Regions from separate parts of the Bombyx mori genome. Here region 1 is linked to region 2. The links are chromatin contacts, called in public Hi-C maps. All regions are on one chromosome and are shown on one strand. Each heading gives the region's core, a stretch centred on a gene start, on an enhancer-like site or on the middle of the called end of the contact. The rest is flanking DNA. Distances are from core to core; before and after follow the strand shown. Region 1 overlaps LOC101737410 (katanin p60 ATPase-containing subunit A-like 1). Region 2 holds the start of LOC101745540 (trafficking protein particle complex subunit 10).

Evidence for each region. Hi-C and Micro-C count contacts between places; a contact is called where the count stands out from the background.
Region 1: a Hi-C map of whole pupa shows a contact between it and region 2, with 5 times the contacts expected there. The contact joins the enhancer-like site here to the promoter of LOC101745540 in region 2. A contact is called at or near these places in 2 of 7 Hi-C or Micro-C datasets (middle silk gland and whole pupa).

The regions. Positions count from the first base shown.
Region 1 is chr7:9,157,833-9,162,243 of ASM3026992v2, forward strand. It overlaps LOC101737410 (katanin p60 ATPase-containing subunit A-like 1), which reads left to right. Exons shown (of 10, transcript XM_038011985.2): 3 at 2,579-2,705; 4 at 3,203-3,357; 5 at 4,025-4,186. Among protein-coding and RNA genes, the nearest start is that of LOC101745976, 13 kb to the right of the region's middle. Within about 2 kb of position 2,134, at least 3 of the 8 cell types and tissues checked have open chromatin away from gene starts, as enhancers often do.
Region 2 is chr7:9,089,650-9,094,319 of ASM3026992v2, forward strand. It overlaps LOC101745540 (trafficking protein particle complex subunit 10), which reads left to right and starts at 1,849. Exons shown (of 16, transcript XM_012694890.4): 1 at 1,849-2,190; 2 at 2,266-2,477; 3 at 2,757-3,149; 4 at 3,716-4,015. The coding sequence starts at 2,127. It overlaps LOC101745398 (mothers against decapentaplegic homolog 4), which reads right to left and starts at 792. Exons shown (of 14, transcript XM_021351403.3): 1 at 635-792.

The sequences.
Region 1 (4,411 bases), core at 884-3,383, 68 kb after region 2:
GTGTTGCAGAGCGAGGAATTTATGCGAAGATTGCCAGGGGACTTGCGACTCTGATGTAGGTTTAAAGGTCCAAAGGTCCTGTATCAATGCTCGTTACGCTTACCTCCATTCTCCGTGTTCCTCTCTCTGTCTAACAAAATTTTAATAAGAACCTACTAGTGCGGCTAAGACCTGAGCTTGACAAAAACTCCTGTAAATTCTTTAGAAGTTTTTGACAAGGTCTTCTGCAACGTTTTTAAGTAAGTTATAAAGAAATTATGAATTATATTACTTATAAATTATTATTATAAAATAGACGGCCAGCAGAGTCTATTGAGAAACTTGTTGTTCAGGGTAGGGTCAATGGTAAGAGATCTCGTGGACGAATCCCCATGCGCTGGACTGATCAGGTGAAAGGCCTCACTGAAACCCCACTTAACGAGTGTGTGCACCGGGCCTCGGTTCGCAAACGATGGAAAACATCTGTCAAGGCTTTAATAAGCAAGAATTCCACATGACCACGACTGCTCTGCCAAGAGCAACCGATTATGATGATGATGATGATAAAGAAATTTCGTTGGTACACCTGGCTGGCTTCCACTTCGACAGCTTATAAACTAACCACGTATCGTTAGCTTGTTTGTAAGATCAGTAGTGTTTATTTCTTTTTATCATGTGGTTTTTAGATATGTTTGTATCCCACTGTACAGTAAATAATAAATAAACAAATAATATGAAAATAAAAGATTTAGAAGATTCAAATGTTCACAGGGTGAAACGAAACGCATTTGCGCATATTTTATATTATCTGTGCATTTTTCACTCACTCACCACTTTGGCGCCTTTTTTATAAATTTTCAAATATTTTATCTATCTAACATAATATTATTGTTGGACTAAAAATATATAACATTATTTCAACAAACCGACTTTTTTTTTTATTTCACTTATCGGCAATATTATTTGTCCCGGGAGGTTTTATTTCAATATTGTTATTTGGATTAATATCCAAAGTAAAAGTAGTTCGCGACAACTTCAGAAATCGAGTAGCAAGAGATCAAGTCTCTGTCTATTTCAGGAATGTAAAGTCGAGAATTGTACAATAAAAAATATATACACGACACGTACATTACACACAATATTATGTGTATTCTATAAAACTGAAATGTTATTTTAAGGAAGTTTTTTGTTTTGAGTTTGTTCTTTTTTTTTGTAATGTTGTTGTTGTTTGTTATTCTTTTGTTAATGCACCTACCATGCATTATCTCTGCACCACCCTATGGTCGACTTGAAGAGAATGCCCATGGCATTCAATCGGCCTGTGTACAAGTTTTGTTTTATGCATAAAGTATAAATAAATAAATAAATACATGCGGTGCACTGTCGATTTCTGTCTTACTAAAGCGCCTGGATTGCCTAACTTTCCTTTTATTTAGTTATAACTTTATATACTAGACAGTATAAAGGCGGACTTAATGCCATAGGCATTCTCTGACAGTCTACCTTAGATGAACCTTGGTAGGTGTAATGTGATAGTGATATTACTTAAACATATGTGTATATATAACATACATAATATTTATAGATACAAATACTCGTACTTAAATAAATACATATACATAAATATATACATATAAAAATATATATAAATAAATATTATCAATGAAATGACTCTGCTAACACTCTGAGAAAAACAGCTCTCGAACCCTCGTCTTAAAGGCTTCACGTGTAGTGGCCGACCTTATTTTGAGTGGGAGCGCATTCCATAGAAGAATAGACTGAATAGTGAAAGAAGAATGTAAAAAGTCAGAACTATGTGGAGGACAGCGAAGAAGAAGATTGTGAGATGAACGAATATTTCGGCTTTTCTTTTGTTTGTTACTGTATGTCTTCAGTCTTTTAGGTCACTTAGAAATACATTCATTCTCAGTATCTTCGGATTAGTCACTCCCAGAGTCTAGTAGATATTCCGGCGCCTTATTAACAGAAGACGACATAATTGCTTGAGTGCGCTGCGTAGGGCACCGGTGACCTACACGGCAGTCGAAAGGTTAATAGAGTCCATATTCGATGATGTCCGCTCATCTGGACACACGCGACTGAATTATCAATTACATTGGAAATAATGGATATTCTATTGCACACAACGCGAGCGTTTATCGTGTATTCGTAATCAGTAATTGTAAAATACAACGGCGTTCACAACATCACAGACTCGAATGCAAGCTTGTGCTATGCGACAGAAAAATGCAGGATTGCATTACCTGCCCTGGCGGACTTAAAATACGCCTCATGCCGGAATAATTTCGCAAAATGTATTAATACAGTTGCGGTTTTCAAGAGTCGTCGCATTCATTGTAGTTTATAATAAAAGATAATGTTTCAATATGAATCAAATACAGAATACTCTTAGAAATATACGATTACCTATATCTTAAACAATAACGAAAATTTTTAAATGTTTAGACTACAGATATATTTATATCTATCTACACGTATACGGATAGGATGAGGTGTATCAATATACATTTACAGCGCCTTACAGTTTGAATTAACTAAGTCTACTTACTAAGGCGGGGCGAATGTTTCAAATTTTCAGATTACGAAGACCTTCCCACGAGAGACATGTGGGCGCCGGCTCCCCATGAACTGGATCCAGATATCTGGCCCCCGCCACCTGACAGAGATCCGAACGCGTGGCCACCTCCCACCAATGTTGAGCATAAGTAAGTCCGACTAGAAAATCTCATAGCTTACCTTCCAGCTGACCTAAGCTCAACGTCCAATATAAAAAGATGTGTGGTGTCGTAGGACACCGGATAAGAACGAAGTTCCTTATTATAAAAATATTAATTTTAAGTTCTATTCTAGGTATAAAGAAAACAAAACTGGAGTTTTTTTTTTTGGCTTTTTTTTGGACCTCTTGTGAGTCCGCACGGGTAGGTACCACCACCCCGCCTATTTCTGCCGTGAAGCAGCAATGCGTTTCGGCTTGAAGGGTACGGCAGCCGTTGTAACTAAACAGAGAATTTAGAACTTACATCTCAAGGTGGGTGGCGCATTTACGCTGTAGATGTCTATGGGCTCCAGTAACCACTTAACACCAGGTAGACTGTGGGCTCGTCCACCCAACTAAGCAATAAAAAAAATAAAAACTTTTGGTCGTCAAAAACCCGCCACGAAAGCATTAGGTAGGATTTTGATACGTAGATTCGTTCCACAGAGGTCCGCCCGCCATGAAGTCGGCGCGAAACAACTCGCGCAACCCCCGCACTGACATCAAGAAGACAACGCCCGCCCCCAGGAACGCTACAACCTCGCAACGGAAGACCTCCGACGTCAGGAATCCTAGGATAGCCGCCAACAAGGCACATAGTGGTGCGTAGTTGGCCGTTTGTGTTTTTTAATTTAGGTGCAAGGTAGGAAGGAAGAAGACATGGATGGAGTGTGTGAATATGAGAGTGAGAGGAGTGAGTATTGAGATGACGGCTGATACAAAAGAATGGAATAATTGTAGTGGGATAAGGTGGAGGCAAAGAATAAGAATTTATAACGCCCCTTTTAACGCCACCGACATGTCCACATCTAAATGACGAATATGGTTGGCTCTTTGGGTGTTAAATATCTATATATGTGTGGGTATTTAAAACGTATTCGACTACATATGTATATCATGCACCTAATTTCCGTCCATAAGATTTTGATTTTTCCCATGACTACTTATTTATTATTAGATTGATCAGATATTTAACAGATGTATGAATTTCGCTAACGACATCTTCAAGATAAGCTTGCATATATACAAGTCGGTGATGGTCGGTCGCTCGGTGGAAGATCATCCCATTGATGTTATGTCTCCAATGCATATCTATCATCGTCTAATTTTCACTAACCTCAATGCGTCCGATAAACTTGAAAATGCTCACATGCAAAAAGGACTATAGATTTTTTTATGGCCTAATTTCCTGTTAACCAGCTGTTTTTGGTTCAATTCAACTCATTCAATAATTTTTAGCTCAGTTTTCGGTAAATCTTTGTTTGGCAGCTAAAACGAAAGACAATAGTAGTAACAAAGAGCATAGCTCTGGCAAGGAGAAGCAGGACAGAGACAATAACAATGGCGATACAGATGACGAGAAGCACAAGGACGAGGAACGGAAGTTTGAGCCTCCCAGTGCCGCAGATGGGGACTTAGTCGATATGTTGGGTGAGTTAATAGTTAACCTAATTAATTCTTTAAGGAGTTTAGTAACAGGCTTTCTACCATCTGCCTACGTAGAGTTCTGGAATACTTTGGCCACATTTCTAGAAAGGATGACGGCTAATTGGAGAAGCTAATGGTGACTGGCAAATTGGACGGATGAAGACCACGAGATAAAAGCCCGATACATTGGGCTCACCAGATTCGCACTACTCTCGACACCACAATTCA
Region 2 (4,670 bases), core at 599-3,098:
ACATAAAACCATGTTATTCTGTTTCCTAACATGGTTTTATTTGTTATATACCTTATACATTATTTATAGATATATGTATGTATACATTATTTATGCATTAAATTGTTGGTTTATTTATTGTACAATGCATCTATCTTTTTAAAAGAAATATTTATAAAAGAATATAATGTAAATAATTTAACATAATAAATAATATGTTTAGGTTATTTTAATTTAGTAGAATTTGCTACATTAATACACACAAATTAAGTTCAAATAACATTTTTAAAAAACTGCTATTTACTCAGGTGTAATGGAATGGTTTAGTTTCACACCAAAGTAGTTCACGAATTTTCACATAAGTATTAAATCAATACACGTTAGTGATAACTTTAAAGTAATTACACTATAATGAGGCATCCAATATCAAAGGAATTCTAAGAACTTGAGCTTTTTTTACTTCATTTATGAAGCTACTTTTAACTTTAAGTGTTTAGATACTTAACTAAATTACCTAAGGTATACATATATGGCCCAATAATTTTATGCATCAATTAAAATAAGATTAACTCAAAATACAGTTCCAAAATCGAATTATTAGCTGTTTAACTCGCACCGTGATCATGAACTTGAAATATTATAAATTTAAGATTACCTGAAACTTCTTATGGTATATCCTTCCTTTTAAATTTTCAAAAGCAGACTATTAATAAGTCGTAATTCATTGATTGCTGAATAATTTTTCTAATTTTTTATAATGCGACATGATACCAAAACAGAAAGCGACATTTTGAATAATCATAAACTTTTGGATATTTTTCATTCACCTAGATAGGCAAAGGCAAATAACTAAAACAACCAAAACTCATAGACGAGATAAAAAAATATATTGGGCACACTTATAAACATTCAATCATTAAATATAAGCTTGGCACTAATTTAGAGTTGTCGCATGCAAAGCACCGGAAATCGTAACAGATAAATTTCAATAGCGTATGATACTTTGGAAGTATTTTACATTGCACCGAGTGGGTAAAATTGCTGGGTAAACAGGCGCGGCGGTCCGAATGTTTTTGTTCGGAATTAGTATCTGCGAACTAATCTGAAAAATATTCCTAGCGTCCGATACATAACTCCCGATACAATACTTTAATGAGAAATAAATCATTCCCACTAATCGCACTACAGCCTCTCACATTAAATTAACAGAAGCCTTTACAATCTGTAGTTCCCACGTCAAATTCACGTAACAGAGTAACAGATTACATATCATATGGCTCAATTTATGGAATTTATTATCATATCATTCACAAATTTTCTTAAGTTTTTTCCTTAAATCTTCTTGATTTCCAATCTGTTATATCTTTTTAGCGCAGACCTATGCAAAGTTTGCCATGGGACCTCATCTTTGTCAACAATTTCGTTAGGTAGGTCATAAAAAGCACACTTAGGACTCAATCTGACTTCAAAAGTTTCTTCAAACGAAATTTAAAAGCAGTCCTTGTCAGTCTACTCTACTGCAACTTAAATAGTAATAAAAAGTTTCTCGCGAACAAGGAGTGTAGGCTCAATTTTCATTTCTAGGATCATAAAATTTTCACTTTTTCTTTCTACTAATTAGTCACGTAAAATATGTAGCTTCAGCTTTGATAATCTAGTGATTAATTAGTTTTTAAAGTTTAAATATAAACTAAGTTCACATATAATAATGTTAACAAAGCTTAAACTTTTATGTGCGTTTGCAGAATTTAAATTCTAATGACTTTGATTAAGTTGCTTCATTGTAATTTATGAAAGTTCCAACAGTGATTCCAACTTATTGAGAACGAAACACAGAACACTATTACTTCTAACGAAGGAACGAAACGTCACACATCTGTCGAGTTGGGCGATGACAGCAGTTTTTGTCAAATTCTCAATTTTAGTTTCAACGAATCTAACAAAAACTTATAAAAATACCTTCATTTACGTAAAATTTAGTTTAAAACCATACATACATTGCGTACTTTATAAATAACAAAAACCAAATACGTCAATTTAGTGTGTGTCAGTAAAGTGGGTGGTTTCCGTTCGTAATTATTGGAATGTTATTTGTGTCATGCCCGCAAAATCGACAAGTTTCGCAGATGATATTAACTGGATGAAAAATGAAGGGTGTTGGTAGTTTACCAGCTGATAGGGAGGGAATGATCAATAAACCTATCGTTACATGTAAGTACCGTATGGCATACGTACTAGACAGTAACAAATTTAAAATAAAAATTAAATTAATGTTTTGAATATTAGGCGCGGGAGATTGGAATTTGTTCTGTACGTTAGAAGCGCCGCTCGTTGCTGCTATCCCTCAGGACTCTTGTGAGTGGAGAAGATCATACGGTCGTGCAACAAAGTCTGTTTACTTGGAAGCTTCATTCATAAAATACAATAAAGAAAAACTTCAATCAGAATTGAATTTGTTAAAACGCCCAATACTTCAAGTTTATTGGACTGATTGTGTGGTTAGTATATAATTTTATACATTTATATGAAAATTCATTTTCATGATAATAAAATCATGTTAAATAATAATTACATAATAATTTTGCTAACAGAAACAATTAACATAGTTGACATGCAATATTTTTTATTATTCAATATCTAAATGTATGAGAACTGATTAGAGTAAAAGTAAATTGGATGTGTATATCTCAAAAAAAAAAGGAAATTAAGATCAATAGGTAATTCAATAATCATATTATCAACCAATACATAAAAAATTTACATTACAACTTTTGTAGGACATTGAGTATTATAAGACAACACTGCGAGAAGAAATAGAAACATGGTTGAAACAATTAGAAAAAGCAAATGTAACAGATTGGATGATTGTCCAAGTAGAAACTTATGATATAAGGAAAGCAAACAAACTTTTACCGAGAACAACAGTTTTGGATAAAATAAAAGGAGATTTTGCAGTAAAGCAGAATGAAGATAGATTTATATCAGTAATAAATCCTATAAAATCAGAGGCTAGAAGTGCTGAATCATGGAGAGCTTTGGTGGCAAAGATGAGACACTTTATTCTTGTTGCTTATAATAAGGCATTGATTAAATTTGAAGAGTATATGAGAGAGCAGAGAGAAAAACGGAATGATTCAGATTGGGATTTTTGTAAATATTTCATTTTACAGGTCAGTACAATTTGCCAACTTGTCAGGGCATATATATGTAATTCTTCATCATTAATATGTTAAATTTTCATAAGAGTCAATAGAATTAATAATAGATAATGAAGTGTGTTTCTAGTGTCTAAAATATGTTTTTAACTGTAGCATTGATGATGAGTAAAAATTATTTGCTATTATGATATATTAGTTACTTTATCATCAGTGACCTGGTCTAGGTTTATAGATATAATTTATTTATTTATTTATTTATTTATTAAGTTGCACCAACAAAGTGATCATCAATACAAAACATTGACAAATTGACAAAAGTTCATGGCAGATGTCACCTCAATTATAGGTGCAATCGACAGTGCATTAACATCAAAAATAAAAAAAATATACAGCTAAGATTTGAATACATTTCATTCATTGCTTATGATTAATTTAATTGGGAGATGATCCGCGACATTAAAATTATTAATTACATTATTAATCTTAAAGCTTATAATATCTTAAAGTTTTTTTATATAATATCTTAAAATTAAATATCTTAAAGTTTTTTTTTTATTAAGGTTCAATCCTCTTTACAGGAACAACTAGCATTTGTGCTAGAAATGTTAGGATTATATGATGAAGCACTGGTTCAGTATGATGAATTAGATGCTCTGTTTTCGCAATTTGTACTCAACTCAAATATAGCAGAGAGTCCGAAATGGCTCGACACATTTAGACAGCCAGTAAGTTCGTGGCAAGCTGTGAGACTGACCACTCTCGTTCCTCAGCACTTGAGAGAACTGATAATTAAGAAGAGAGCTTCTTTGTTGGATTTTAGAAGTTATCTGTTTCAAAGACAAAGTGCCATGTTATTACTAACATTTAAACCTTGGGAGGTAAGAAAAATTTATTGATAATAATGTTAAATAAATAATATAATAAAAAAATCTATTTATCTAAATCATAAAAAGACTGCATAGTGAAATAAAATTGTGTGCTCTTTAATCAGTGATTCAGAATTTGGCACACACCAGTATGTTGTCAATTTTCTAAAAGCATGTGACGCAATCACAATATGAAAGTATCTACACACAGTTGGAGTCAATGTATGTGCTGTATCTTGATTGTTTGCATGACAGTATTTTTTTATAAAACAGTTACAGTATTCATATCATGTTTTGAAATTATCTTTTCCTAATTATCTACATGTATTAATTTGGCATAAGGTATTAAATTTAAAAAAATATTCTCTGTCATCACATTACTGGACTTTCTATGAACTTTACAAAATTTTTAAAGCACAATATAAAAATTACATATGACATAATTATAACTTGATGCATCGTTCTTACAAGCGTCAAATTATAAATAAAATGTAACAAAATATGATGTAAGGGGTATTTTTATTCATTAATATGAAATTTTGTTCAAGAATATTAATCGAAATTGTGATGTGATAATGTGAAATTAATTTTATATGACTTTTTCTTTCACGTGGGTACAGCACGCTGTCATTTGTCAATTTTATTTACCTTAACACATAGTTGGGAA